2 separate regions of the Drosophila melanogaster genome follow, and region 2 is linked to region 1. Evidence: chromatin contacts called from public Hi-C data. All regions are on one chromosome and are shown on one strand. Each heading gives the region's core, a stretch centred on a gene start, on an enhancer-like site or on the middle of the called end of the contact. The rest is flanking DNA. Distances are from core to core; before and after follow the strand shown.

Region 1 (7,382 bases), core at 1,603-4,102:
TTGCGTTGGCTTGCGTTCTTTTGTTTATTTTCTGTTTGCTATCTGGTTTTACTTGAGATCGCGGTTTTGCAGAAATAATTTGATAAGCAATTTGTTTATTACCAGAGGGTTTCGTAATAAAATTCTAATGCGGATGGAAAGGTTGAGTCGGATTTCAATTTACAAATTCCAAAGGCAAAGCAAATGTGAAATTGCTAACACCTATACATAAATAAACAACATACTAAATAAATAAACTTTTTCCATTTTTCTGATCACTAAATAGCTCTAATATAAGTTATTAGCATTAAAAGCCAAATAAACAATAACACGTGAAATTGCTAACACCTATACATAAATAAACAACATACTAAATAAATAAACTTTTTCCATTTTTCTGATCACTAAATAGCTCTAATATAAGTTATTAGCATTAAAAGCCAAATAAACAATAACAAAATGTTATCTCTTTGAAGAGTAAGGTTCTGTAGCAACCAGTTACTTGGTGGCAAAATCAAAACACGCAGGACATCGGGAAAAATCGATGCGAGCATATGACCCGCAAGTGGAGCGGGAAAAAACGCAGGCAAACCAGTTCCACATACCTTCAGGTTGCCGATGAGCTCCATGAACTGAAGTATCTCGCCGAGGCCCGAGCTGAAGCAGGGCTTCTTGCCGGCACTGGCCGATGCGGCGGCCACCTCGTGGCAGGATGCGCCCAGTCCGGGCGTCTCCACATCTCCGCCGCCCGTGCTGGCCGTGATTTCATCCGATTTCTGCGACTGCAGAGGCTCAGCTGCTAGCGATGACATGGCGAACTTGGTGGCGGTCTGCTGATGCTGCTGTTGCTGCGAGGACTTGGCACTGGTCTGTCCCTTGGCTGACTGCGTGTGGATGTGGCGCTGGATGTCCTGGCTGCGCTGCTGAAGTATCCGTCTGGCTAAGTGGTGTGATGTGAAATTCTGGCCGTGCGCCGACTCCAAATCCGACTCTGATTCACCGTGACTGCGACCGTCCGTGTGCGATGGCGAACCGTGACTGCTGTTGTCGCCGAACTTCGCTTGACTAGAGTGCTTTGTGGCGGCAGACGCTGTGGCTGTGCACTGAAAAAATATGTGGGTTATTCAAATCTAGCGTTGTAAAACTAAATGATAAAAGCAATACAAAATCTAATCTTGTATTAATTTTAAGCAAATATGCATGCAAATTGATTTTAATTATACGTTAAACTAATTATTTTTACCAGTGTCTTTGTGGCTCCCGACGTCACGCCGCTTGCTGTCGCTCGGAGCAACTGCTGTAGTTGTAGTGAGAACATCGCGACCACAGATGAGATCAAATTCAGATCGTGGGCCACAAATTTGTAGCCTGAGTCAAACACGTGATGTGCAAGTGGCGTCTGTAGGTGAGAAAGGGAGGGAAATACATAATCGTAAGTGTTGTTGTCATGAGCAACAATTCGGAACAGTTTTATTGCATGCGATTAATTTGACTGAGAAAATGAGAAATAAAGTGTCATGGGATAAACTGTTATCTACGTTTCTGTTGATTTATGGAAATATGCATATTTAGGCATAATTAAAATCTACTTAAAAACGAATTGAAAGCACTTGATCTGTAATTTCACACTAATTAACAACAAAAAATGCGAGACAAGTAATATATTTTTAAAAATTTAAAGTATTAATACTTTAATGATATTTCCACTTCAATAGGCTGATGCAATGTATATTATGCACACAACCAGTCACTTTTCGCAAAAACACAAAACGAACTGAGGCAATTAAAAATTATTTATTTATTGCAAAACACAATGTCGAAAATGATATTGCTTTTTAAATTTTATAGGTCGTCCAAAGTGCAATCGATGGGCAAAAATAATTAGTTTCTTATCAGCTGTCGGCACTTTTCTTCCCAGTCTCTCATATAAACATAAACATGAAAATGTATGTTTATATGTATGTTGGTACAGTTCGGTTCAAAACAATAACACTAAAATATTACAAAGGATTTAACAGGAATTCCAAGCAATCACAAGAGTTTTAAATCTTAGTTTGCAGTAAATTATGATATACAAAACTAAAGTGAAATAATTAAATAATTTATACATGAATGGAACCGTTTGAAATTAAAGTTTGTTTGCACCTATGTATGTGCCTATGGAATGGAAATGGCTGAAACACACAATCGACTTCAAATTTTGCGCACTATTTTACCGCCGCAGCTGTTTCTCTGATGCACGTGTGTGTGTGTGTGTGTGTAGTTCGGCTACCTGGGTGCAAGAAGTTCCGTTAGAACAGGGGCAGCGAATAAATAGGAAGCGATGCCGAGAATTGACAGGCAGCTCAAGGTGAAGGCGTTCGATCGCGGGGAGGGGGAATTCGTGGCGGTACGTTGTGTGCGTCGTGTGGCACGTAAGCACCGTTAGTTCGTTGCAATGTTGACGACTATGAGCTGCGCCCGCCGATGAGAAACTGAAATGCTTTCTTTTGATTCGGCAACGCGACCGCCGCGGCCACAGCGCTTGTAATTAGATACCATCGCACACCCACACACACACACATCGCACACGCGCACAACTACAACAACAAAACGAAATAGTTAGAATTACTAACGGAATTTATGCAACAGCTCAACAATCTGCATTCTGCATCACCAAGCGCTGTGCATCGTGCTGCGATGAATATTTTTAATTTAATACACCAATCCACTCGATCTCTCGCCCGCCGACGGGCAAATAAACAATGTTGCGCGCTCTTTTATTCAATTGTGTTGGCTTTTCGCAGCAATTGCACAATTGTCTTTTTTCGGTTACACTTTTCGTTATTCTGACCGCGAGCAGCTGTTGGCGTCGGTGTGACCAGGTCACGGCAAAATGCCATCGAGCAGCGGCGGTCAGCTGCTTGCTTGAGTCATCAGGGCTGGGTAAACCGAAATTCGTGGTTTCACTCCGAGCCTTACTGTATTGGTGATAAACTTGGATGAAAACATTTTCTGGCAGTCTGGCAGCGCCCTGCATTTAACACTGCAACAAAAAGGAGGAGTGAGTAAAATAAGTAAAGTTAAAGGGTTAAAGGGCAAAAATGGTTATGGCTTAAATCATTAAAAAGAAGTAACATTTGTGATGATTTATTGAATTCGCAAAGATTTCGCATCAGCAACATATAGCTTGAAGGATTAAATATCCTTCGAAATACTTAAGAGATTTAACCCAAGCAATACCCACTGTGTATCTGTTTTTTATTAATATTTCATGATTCAAGCTCTGTATTAAACCGCTTTCTTGTGTAGCTACTTTGTTATAATTATTTACTTTCCAGATTATATTGCAATCGCTTTCTGACAGAAATAGGTCGCCAAATAAGTCGCTTCTAAGGCAGTTAAGCGCGGAATGAGTTAGACTAAAACTGTCAAAACGTCAACCACTAAGCCCAAAATGGATCCAATGGATCTGGAGGGCAGTGCGACCACAAGCCAATTTAATTGATTCCAGCCAACTGTCACGTTGGCAGTCGCGTTTTTGGGGGACTGGGCGATAATTTGGACGGCTTCCGGTTGGGCGATGCGGATTATGAATAAATTTAAATCGACGGTTACGACTTATGCATATTTTAGACAACATTACCGCACATAAATCCGTTGCATCTATTATGCAACAGCGCTTTGCTTGCGGAAATGATTTATTTATGGGTCAACTAGCAGTCAAAGTGCAGGCTTATTTGTATTTTTTTTTGTAACTGCGTTTGTGGAAATCCTCAATGGAAAATGTATTAACATTTATTTTATCGGCGGTATGCAATTAAATTGGTGTAATCTTTTGCGCAAATTTCATAATTGATTCGAATAAATTGCTGCACAATTTTACCCATCATCAATTTAAAATCTTTTACAATGGCATTAGGAAAAGTTGTAGCACTCAGTCAACAAAAAAGATAGAAGTTTGAATATATATATCCTTTATATATTTACTGATATAGATATGCATGATTTTGCAACATCAACTTATTTTTGCAATGTCCCAAGGACTTGATTATCTTCCGGCGCAGCTGAATCTCTTTGAGGGGCATACCAAAAATTTTTCAATTTCAGCAGATGCAACTTTTCATCCATTTCCTTATTTTGCTGCGTAACTGGCAAGTGAAGCGCTAATGAAAAACTTTGACAGAAAACTGCATTCCTGCAGGGAAATTGAAAGCCTGCGCCGAATGACAGGAAAAATTGCGAATAAGAAGAAGTTGGAGGACAGGCACTAAGGAAGGAATAACAATAGTCTGCCACGGTCGATGGGCCAACGCGGCGTATGATTAATGCTACCCCGGCATCAATGGAAATCAATTAATTAACGACAACAACAAGGAGCTGCCGAGGCAGGAATCGATGGGAAGTGGAAAACAAAGGACACGCGCTCTCGTCTGCTCATGAATGAATCAGCGATTGAATGAATGAATGAGTGTAATGACTCTTTCATTAAGCGCTGGACCGTGAATAAAGCATTAACCCAACCAGCAACCAGCAACCAGGCAGCATAATTTGCCCGGAGCAGCTGCATAAATTTCCATTCACTTAGACAAATGTGACAAAACGGAAATTGCAAACGGAGCTAAGCACTCGGTAGCATTTCAGTTTCCTGTCGGCAGCCAAAAGTCCCAGGACGAGCTCAAGGATCCTCTGCTCCTCGATTGGCATTTCGCAACCAGGCATTCGCCTGCCCAGCTGGCTTAATAAATGATGAACACGCTGAAGCATATTGAAATGTAATTCATAACGAAACAGCAGCAGCACCGGTTCGCACAGTCCCAGTCCCAAGTCCATCTTTTGTGCCGGATTGCGCATACGTCATGTTGGACACAGGAAGTGCCTGCAGGCAGTGTTCCGCTTGCTTCCATATGCTAATTGAATTATGCATCGGCCAGCACTGCACTTAACTCGATAAGCGCTGTGAAAAAAGTAGATTTAAATTGAATGTTCTTCTACTTCTGATTCAGTCAGCATATCATGTCTATGATGGTAAACTATAACTTGCTTAAAATGGTAGAAATGATTTTCATTACTGTGATATGAACATTTGGCAACAGAAATCACTCTATAAAATCCAATGATTAATCGTAGTCAATATAACAAACGACTTGTCAGCAAGTTTTCAATGCAACCAATGAGAAATAATTGAATCGCGCGTTATGGCAATTTTACACTTAAAATCACTACCATTTTATTAACAGTGACGAGCATTGACGAACAAAATCATTTAAAAAGTAATCAATTTACTTATTGATTTTACCAATTTAATTAAACTTTCTCCGGCAAAAACCGATGACTGCAGGTCATTTATTATCGCTTTTTGTACAAGCAGAATGCGTTAAAACTCCTGACATATACCAACCGAGTTTGGACACATCTCGAAGTCTGTGAAGATAAGCTTTTGGTCTAAAGTCTGCAGTTTGCTCTTGGCCAACCCCCTCGCTATCACCCTGTCCTACATTGAAAATTAAAACTTTCATTGGCCACTTTTGGACTGTGATTTCCTTTTCGTGTTTTTTGTCCGGATCTCCCTTCTTACTCTTGGTCCTCAAATTTCGCGCTGACAAACTTTATTATTTCGCTAAAAACTTTTTAATGACAAAATCAAATTGGTGCAGGCAAAAAAGTTGCGGCCAAGAAAGGCAAGACGATAACAAGTTGCTGTTTGTCTTATAATTTGAGGCTTATTACAGAGACTAGCCTGCATTACATCCATGACCATGCCAGAGGTTTCTGCTCTCTAATAACATCGTTTTATGTCTTTTATAGAATTAATATATTTTCTTGAAATTGTGTGTGGCAAGTTTGTTCTCTTAGTGTTTTCTGGGTAAATAATACAGCCCATTTGTTGCACACCTTCAATGTTCAATGGATCATTTATTCTTTGCCATACGAAATGACAGACCATCAGCGATATTAAATTTAAAGCACTAATGTTTATGACTATCGATTATTTGAAACGCTTGGCGTGCAAACGTATGTATATAGTTCTTTTCATTGATAAAGTGTTTTTATGATACAGTGAAGACATTAACATAAAAAATGCGAACCATTTTTAAACCATTCGTTTAAAAATCTATTTGTATAAAATAATATGAATAAACCAAGAAGCACAGTATTTTCAAAAGAGTGTATAAAATAATATGATGTTAGAATGCCTTACACTTTCGGTGCGCACTGTAAGTATGTGGGCAATGGGCGGTCAAATGGTTGTGGGGCCGTTCAATCAAATTCCTCGAAATGTGGGTTCAGTATCCGGAGACTTCGGAGTGGGTTTCGGAATGGAATCCTGCCCATTTGCCATTCCTGGCGATGGGATAATGGCAAACTATTAGTTAGCGTCCACAGAAGGGAAAAGGTTTCATGGGTGCACAAATATGCGGGCCATAAAAACTAAATAAATTACAATTTTTTAGTTAGTTAATGTGGCGAGAAGGATTGGGGAGATGCCTTGACCCAACCACCAGAACCATCAATCAATGGCTTGTCAATTTGGTGGCTAAGTTGTGTAAAAAGACGGAGCGACAAGTTGCATTGGAAAATCGATGAAAACGGTGCGCCACTGACTCATTTATTTAAACAATCAGTCGGAAGCTGAGCCAAATGTGACTAAAAACTACATTTGCTAGCCCCCTTCAAGGGATTTCCCCACCCACTCCGCAGCCCTTTCTTTTCATTTTTGCCCACTTTTTGGCTCTGCCTGGTTGGCCAACTCACATGTGTACCATCCCACCCGCCCGTTTTGGCCATAAATCTTCTTGAGCCTGACACAGAAAGCAAAAAGTTAGAAATTCTCTTTCTATTTTTCGTCAAGCTTTGTATTTGCGTTTTGGCATATGATTGATGTTCCCCAGAAGGAAAAAAACAGCAAGAAAACCCTTCTTCAGAAGGGTCCAGCAGGGGCGTTGCGAAACGCTCTTTAATTACTCGAGTGTTGCTAATTTAATTAAACACGGCCCATCAACAATTGGAACTGATTATCAGCGGCATCAAGTTGAATGAAAGAATTGCATTCTTTTTCTGCTGTTTTGGCCACAACAAAGGCTAATGAGGCACTCGAGCTCCCTCACTTTTTCGCCCACTTCATCTCTGTCTGTGGCAGGTTTTTCAGCCCCACCAAGTGGCACTGAGAAATTGCAAAGAGCCACGAAATTAAAAATAACTCAAGCAAAAATCTTGAGAAACAAAGGCAGAGCTGGCAATTTATGAAGCTCCTGCCCGGAGGAGCAGCACAACACCACCACTTCCCACATCAGCCAGGCAAATGCGGAAGGCTTAAGGTATTGTTGGCCCCAAAAGAAATCACCTTTCTCCAGCCGAACGAAACAAAAGCCGAAAAAGCGAAAGCAAACGAAAGATTCGTTAGCACGTTGATTTATCATCGA
Region 2 (7,382 bases), core at 1,813-4,312, 110 kb before region 1:
GTTGTTCAAATCAGAAACGCGTCGCTGCCATTGTGAAAGTTCCGAGGTCTGACAAGGAAAGAGCGTTTTAAAAAGTGTTCACCATATGCAGACTGGAAACAGATCCGCAATCTTCACCTGCTTCTCAATAATGGTTTGCAGCTCGTGGGTTTTGGCTGCGTAGTCGTTCAGCTCATTTGCCTCGCCATTAACGCCACCAGATCCGCCCACGCCCGCCATCTAGGGTATTGGAAAATAGAAGAGATATATTAAACCGGACATGCTTGACTGCATTTCGAATGTGGAACGCACCTTCTCTTTGAGCCCGTTCTCGGCGCCCCCACCACCGGCGGTGGTTGCGGCACTCCCTGCTCCGCTGCCACTGCCCACGCCAGCTGGCACCACGCCCGCCTTGTACTGGGCCAGTTCCTCCTTGGCAGAGCTGAGTTCCTCTTCCATCATGTTGTTCTTCTCGATGGAAAGCCGCAACCGCTCGCGCACCTTCTCGTCCAGCGCCTTGTGGTGCTCGAACAGCGACTTTAGCGCCTTGAGCACTTCCACCTCGCTGGAGACGCCGCTCTGGGCGGCAGCCTGTCGCTTCACAACGGTCATACGCAGGGAACGCTCGTGGCGGGACACCAAGCACTCCAGATGTTCGAGGAGAAGCTGAAATAGTCAAGTTAGATCATTAAAAATATATTATTTCACGCAGTAACCGACGTTTAAATTGTCTCTTTAAAAGTAAAATTACCGTAGAAATTTAATTAAAACTGATTTTCTTGATATTCAATGAAGCGGAAAGGACTTATAAATACAGTTTACTTCACTTTTTATGGTTTAAGACGGATGTGAATACAAAGAACTAATTCTTAAAAGGCTGTAACAATGTTTGTATAGTCACTGATAAGTAAACAAATAGACAAGCCATGTTCGAAATAAAAATGAAGACGGACAGAGTAAACTTTTGTATTGTTCCCGGTATATGTGACTAATTCGCAAAAGCAAGTACCTACAACTGTTTCTTGTTTGAATAACAATGGGATATGTAATTTAGCAATGGCTATAATACCTAAATTAATAAATTAGTCTAGCAAATCTTGTCATGATCTACCTGATCTAACCATTACTCAATTGTCTCAGTAATTGAAATACCAAGGATCTAAATTTTCGAAAATCACTTACCCTGGTATTATTCCTCTCCGCCTTGAGCTCCCCAATCTCCTCGTCACGTTCCAAAAGGGTCTCCCGCGCTTGCGTCAGCTCCTTGGTCAGGGTGGCAAACTCCTAGAAAGATCAGGAAAAGATTTTAGGTAAACTGCGGTATCAGCATGCAGAGGCCACTTACTTGCGGCAGATTAGCGTTAATCTGTCGCTGCAGGCTGTCCCGCTCCTTCTCGACGTCACGCAGCTTGTTCTCCGTCTCGTTAAGCCGCTCCTGCGCCTCCCTCAGGCTGTCCATCAGCTTGTCCCGCTCGTCCAGCATGGAGACCATCAGCTGCTCAAAGTTGGCATCCTCCCCGCTAAACTGCGAGGAGCGCTGCGAGATGCTATCCTCGGATATCGTGGGCATTACGTCGCACATCATGTTCCACATTATTTAGTTGGGGCCGCCAGACTGTGCGAGACAGAGAGGGGAATAAAGGTTACAGGATTTTGGCTGTAGGTACATTTTGTGCGGAGATTGTACCACTATCGCTGTTACCGAAGCACAAAAACTAGACGCGTTTTTCTAAAGTTTCTTGAATTTGATCCTTGATCATAAATGAATTGGCGTGATTGAATTTTTGTCTGTGATTCCGCATATGGGAGATACTTAATGCTGTAGCTTCTTCTGCATAAAATCAAATTCTTTATGTTAATTGAATTTATAAAGTAAATTCAATTAATTCATACAAAATGTCCATTCTATGGAGTCCGGATATTTTACTACACACACACACGTTCGCTAGCCATTCCAATTGAAATACCCAGCATAGTGGGAGAAACATGTCTAATGAGACTTATCATAGGCGCCGCATTGATAACAAGTTTTCTACACCAACACATACGCACACTGTCGCAGGCGGGGGCACACGCACGGCATACACACTCACACGCGCACGCACACAGGCACAGTACTTTTTCTCTTTCGCATAACTGGCATATTTTGTGTGCCTAGGTGTGTCGCTGTCGCATTTTGCAATCACATATACCCGAAACAGGGTTAAACGAGCAGCAGGTGCGAGCTTACGCCGCTTTTAAATGCGTTCCAATGAGTTTTTCACCTGAAATTTCGGTTTAGTGGGACGGCGTTCGTGTGAAAAAAAAGAGGCTGCGAGAAAATCGCCTCGTACTCCTCGTTACGCCGGAACACGTACCCCGATCGATCGCACGGCGGCTGGGCAGCAGCAGCAACAACAACTCTGGCCGCTTTTTGCCCTTCGCATAGGTGTCCCGGCTGCTTTTAATTAAATAAACCGAATTCCAAATGGATTTTTTAACGATGAGAAACTGGTCAGTGTTACCAGATGGCAAAACGGCTAAAATCCGTAAACCAACCCTGGTTCTTCACTACAAAATGTACTACATTTCATGAATTTTTTCAGTGGTTCTATTTCGTCCAAAAAATATAGAAGTAAAATGTGTTGTTTTAAAGTTTTTGTGGCAGTCTATTTATGTTCAAAGCTAAATTATATGCAAATATTATTGCCGATCAGGAGTTGCCATTTGACCTATCGTCAAGTATTAGAAAAATGTGTACTAAAACTAATGCTGCCACACCGCACAAAGAAAACCATATCTAACAAATATTCAAACTACATGTAGGCGCACAACTAGACAGTCAAAAAAACTTATCACTTTTATCTGAAATTATTTTGTAACTTCCGTCATTTAAATGCAATGCTTCAACAGCTACACATGTTTTTGAAAAAATTACATTGTTATGGTGCCTTACAGACAAACATATTTAGTATTTATTTATCTTAATTAATTTGCAATTCGCTTTACAGCGATTAAATTATTCGATAAGAATCATTGCTCTTATACGAGCTCATGTGTTATCGATGCTTGGAAGCTAATAAATAAATCATCGATGGTGTTGAGCCAGTAAAAACATCGATAGCACCATACAAACATCGATTTTGGTTCCAGCTCTAGACATTTGTGTTTTATTTTTTTTAACCGTGAAATTCATAAGTAAAACCGACTAGCATTGGTATAAACTGCTGCGGAAGCACTCAGTCAGCGCCAAAGAACGAATACAATGGGGTAAGACCGATGGGCGCGGCCAAACCGGCCTAAACCTGCCGTTTTTACTGTGGGAAAAATCGACGCCGAACTAGCTGACATCTCCCCCCTATGATGTTGTTGTTGTTGCTGCCGTTCTGTGTGTAGCGGGCGGCGTAAATACATACATATATATGTACACAAACATACACCTACACACGCACACGCGTGGGCAGGCCAATTACATGTGTGTGGGTGTGCAGGTGTGTGTGACTGTGCAGGTGTGTGCGTGCGTGTTTTCCGCCCGAGAATCAAAAATCACAAGCAAGGCTGCGGAAAAGGCTTAGCACATAATGCAATTTAGTCGGCGGTCGACAGTCGCCAGCGATAACGGGAAGACACAAGTTATAGAGCTCAGCGAACGATGTCGGCGGATAGGTAATAGATAAGATATATATATGTATATGTGTACAAATAAAGGCACTGGAGGCTACCACGGATACGGAATTGATTTGATGGGGGCCCTGCGCCCCGCAACAAACTGTCATTGCATCAGGCCAGATCGCAAAAAACAAACATATATCGACCTACTTTATCAAATAAGGACCACGAGGATTATCCTGGGACTTAAGGACTACTAATTATAAATGCATTACACAGTGCCTGTTGACTAATAAACCACAGTAAAAGAATGCTTTGCCATAGTTTACTCACACGAGCACAGAAGCACAATTTATTGCCTGCTCTAAATGGAATTTTTAATTAATCACACGCTTGTCGCTTTAATCCCTTTATGACCCTTAGCGAACAACCGATTTTCACCTGCCAGGCGCACGTCTTCCACATCGATCCGAAGACGAAGCGCACCTGGATCACGGCCAGCATGAAGGCGGTCAACGTTAGCTTCTTCTACGACAGCTCGCGAAATCTGTACCGCATCATCAGTGTCGAGGGCACCAAGGCGGTGATAAACTCGACGATCACACCCAACATGACCTTCACCCAGACCTCCCAGAAGTTCGGCCAGTGGAGCGATGTGCGGGCAAACACGGTGTACGGCTTGGGATTTGCCTCAGAGGCGGAATTGACCAAGGTGAGTGGTTAGCATATGTCTCACATATTTATATACTAATCATATCGCTCAACAGTTCGTAGAGAAGTTCCAGGAGGTCAAGGAGGCCACCAAGAATGCCATGAAATCGGCCAACGGATCGAATGCCGTCACGCCCACCACCTCGGCGAACACGTCGCCCATTTCCGGGAGAGCTGTGGGCTCCATGCAGAACGACAACACAGCCATCGATCCGCACACTGTGGAGCCGCCCAACATGAGCAACACGAATACCCAGAACGCCAATCCGGACAGTCCTTCCCACAAGCTTCTAAATACCAGCGATGTCAAGGCGGACATCGGATCGGCCACGCCCTCGCCGCAGCCCACTTCAGGGGTAACTGGTGGCGGTGGAGTGACCATCTCGTCTGGCGGAAGCATTGTGGGCATGCACACGGGTCCTGGAGCCGGCGCCACCGCCGAGCAGCAGCTTAAGTACGAGAACGAGCGTCTGAAAATGGCACTGGCACAAAGGTAAGCAAAGCGTTGACCGTCATTGGCTCAAGGCAATAATGCCTTCTTTTCAGCTGCGCCAATGCCAAGAAATGGGAAATCGAGCTGGCTACCTTGAAGAACAACAATATACGGCTGACTAGTGCTCTTCAGGTAAGCAATAAGATAAGCTCACATTTATTGAAACTGATCGTTTTTGGCCTTTTTCTCCCAAAGGAATCAACTGCCAATGTAGACGAATGGAAGCGCCAGCTGCACACTTACAAGGAGGAGAATATTCGCCTCAAACGAGATATGGAGCAGCTGTGCGTGGGCGGCGGGGTTGTGGCTGCAGCCGGAGGAGGCGCCACAGAGGACGAACTGCGTCGTGAGGTGGCCACGCTCAAGGCGCGGACAGAACAACTACAGAAGGAACTTATGCAACAGGAACTTGAGCTTAAGTCGGCCAATATTAGCCTACGTGAAAAGTCCAATGACCAAACGGTGGGTAAAGCATAATAATCATGTTGAGTAATTTGCTAATGAAACTTTGTTTTTAGCTTGCAAAGTTGAGTGAGGTGAATGGTGTGTTTGCCAAGCATCTTTCGGAGTTGTATGGGGTGCAGAAGGATATGGAGAGTCTTATACAAATTGCCAAGTGCACTTGAGACACAGAGTTGGCGTTTATGCGAAAGGTTTGCGGCACATTGCCTTTTGAGTTTCGTCTTGTTGATTGGCGTTCTTTACAGGTTTCAGTGCAGGAACAGACTACAATGATTAATACTACAACGACATCATCGACAACAACAGGAAGCACGACAAGTAAACGTTATTTAAGCAACTTTCCAACCGCAGAGGCCGAGAGCACGCTCTCCAACGTCACCTCGATACACACTCAGCTGCAGTCGTCGCTTTACGAGACTCAGAACATGCCGCAGCTGAAGGCCTTGGACAAGCATTCGGCTTTGCTCCAAGAGCTTCATCAGCGGCAGGCGGCACCCAGGCGCAACTCAGCCTCTGCGGAAGCTGCTGCAGCCGGCTCTGGTGGAGCCAAAACAGCCACCATACTCGTTTCCAAATCAAAAACCAAAACTGGGCTGCCCCTGTTGCTGAAGAATTCCATTAACAATTAGAGAAATCCCAAAAAGAAAAACAAATATCGCAGGTAGAGAGAATTTATTCAGTGGCATTTTTGTAATCTTTATATTGGTAGTTTGTATACAAGGACAACGTTAAGAGTCAGCCATGGTACTTCCCCAATCCCCACGCACCCCCTCTTTTTGTTAACATTATTGGATATTTGTGTTTCCTTATCTCAAATTGAATGTATACCTATGCCCAGTATTTCGTCAAAATTCTTCGAGTCCTTGTGACACTGATGTAGGTCCAGATTGATTGATTCTCGTGCGCAGTAAAGTGCAATATACATTTATCTCTAGTATGTAAATGTAAACGATGATATTATGTGCTCTATACACTTTCAGCTGATTGTTAATTAATTTTTAATAAGAGCTTGCGATCGAATATAACCCGAAACTCATTTCCCAAAGAGAAAACCCAAGCATTTCTATTGAACAAAAGTCACAAAGATTATTTTATAAATGTGTCGAACTTTTTATAGTATTTTTAGATGGAACCTTTTGTATTCTCTAAATCATAGGCGTAAAATTTAAAAACTTATTTATTGAATTGTATTTCGACTCCATTCTATGTCAAATCCGCATCATCACAATGCTCCCGTTTATTGCAGTTATGCACTGATTTACTAACATTATACATGATATTTATAAATATATAAATTAACGTATGCATAACTAACAATGACTTAGACGACGAACACACTAAGAAACCAATATTAAATATAAAACTAAAGTAAACGAAGTGAACATTTTATAAATGGATTGAAGTAATCCAAGTAATTCACGAGACTAGCAAAGTAAATGAATAAAAGTCAAGTATGTGCGTCTGCGGACAACTAGTATAATACATAAAAAAATTATTAAAATTAATTTATATTTATCGAACCGAATTAAAAACGCAACTCGAATGAAGACAGCAATAAATACATAACAGTACACAATCTCCGAAACACGATTACCCGCTAAACGAATCGGTTATGAAGCGGTAATTTCGAACGTTTGCGATTATATTCAAGCCATATTGTTATGCACTTGCTGCATAAATAACCCAGTTGAGAAGAAATAAGAATTAACGAAAATGAAATGTTGAACATACAAATTTAGCAGTTAAAAATAAATAACAAATGAAAATATAAATAAATAAATAAATATATAAAGTAAAGAACAATTTAAAATCGGTTTTCTTTTAATTTGATTTTTTTTGTTTAGGTATATAGTGCTACTATTATAATTCTTTTAAATGGCAATTAACAATTATGACATTTCATAGATTTTATTCCTATTTAAAACTTCATATATTAGTTTATTACAGTCTAGACAAACAATGATTTGTACAACTCGGACTTGGAGGCATCCGTCCAGTCGCTACTCTCATTGGGCGCCATGAAGTTGATGAGCTTGTTGTGCACCACGTATCTGAAAGTATATTTAAATGTTCGTGAGTAAATCTTGCAGATATATTACTCTGCTTCACGTACCGCAGCTTTCGCCCCTTGCTGGCCCTGGTGTCCACC

What was found. Hi-C and Micro-C count contacts between places; a contact is called where the count stands out from the background.
Region 2: a Hi-C map of the Kc167 cell line shows a contact between it and region 1, with 2.0 times the contacts expected there. The contact joins the promoter of homer here to the promoter of CG11050 in region 1. A contact is called at or near these places in 6 of 107 Hi-C or Micro-C datasets (the Kc167 cell line, the S2 cell line and embryonic mesoderm).

What each region holds. Positions count from the first base shown.
Region 1 is chr2L:6,606,481-6,613,862 of dm6, reverse strand. CG11050 reads right to left here and starts at 2,852. Exons shown (of 5, transcript NM_135208.6): 1 at 2,595-2,852; 2 at 1,223-1,378; 3 at 585-1,082. The coding sequence starts at 1,297.
Region 2 is chr2L:6,719,039-6,726,420 of dm6, reverse strand. It overlaps homer (homer,), which reads left to right and starts at 3,062. Exons shown (of 7, transcript NM_001273221.1): 1 at 3,062-3,228; 2 at 3,991-4,279; 3 at 4,335-4,771; 4 at 4,825-4,903; 5 at 4,967-5,233; 6 at 5,290-5,424; 7 at 5,479-7,027. The coding sequence starts at 3,224. The coding sequence ends at 5,397. Liprin-alpha (Liprin-alpha,) reads right to left here and starts at 2,518. Exons shown (of 15, transcript NM_001273224.1): 1 at 2,337-2,518; 2 at 2,032-2,243; 3 at 1,325-1,594; 4 at 1,162-1,263; 5 at 292-645; 6 at 118-219; 7 at 1-48. The coding sequence starts at 1,573. It overlaps Aatf (Apoptosis antagonizing transcription factor), which reads right to left. Exons shown (of 2, transcript NM_135222.3): 1 at 7,347-7,382; 2 at 7,032-7,284. The coding sequence ends at 7,182.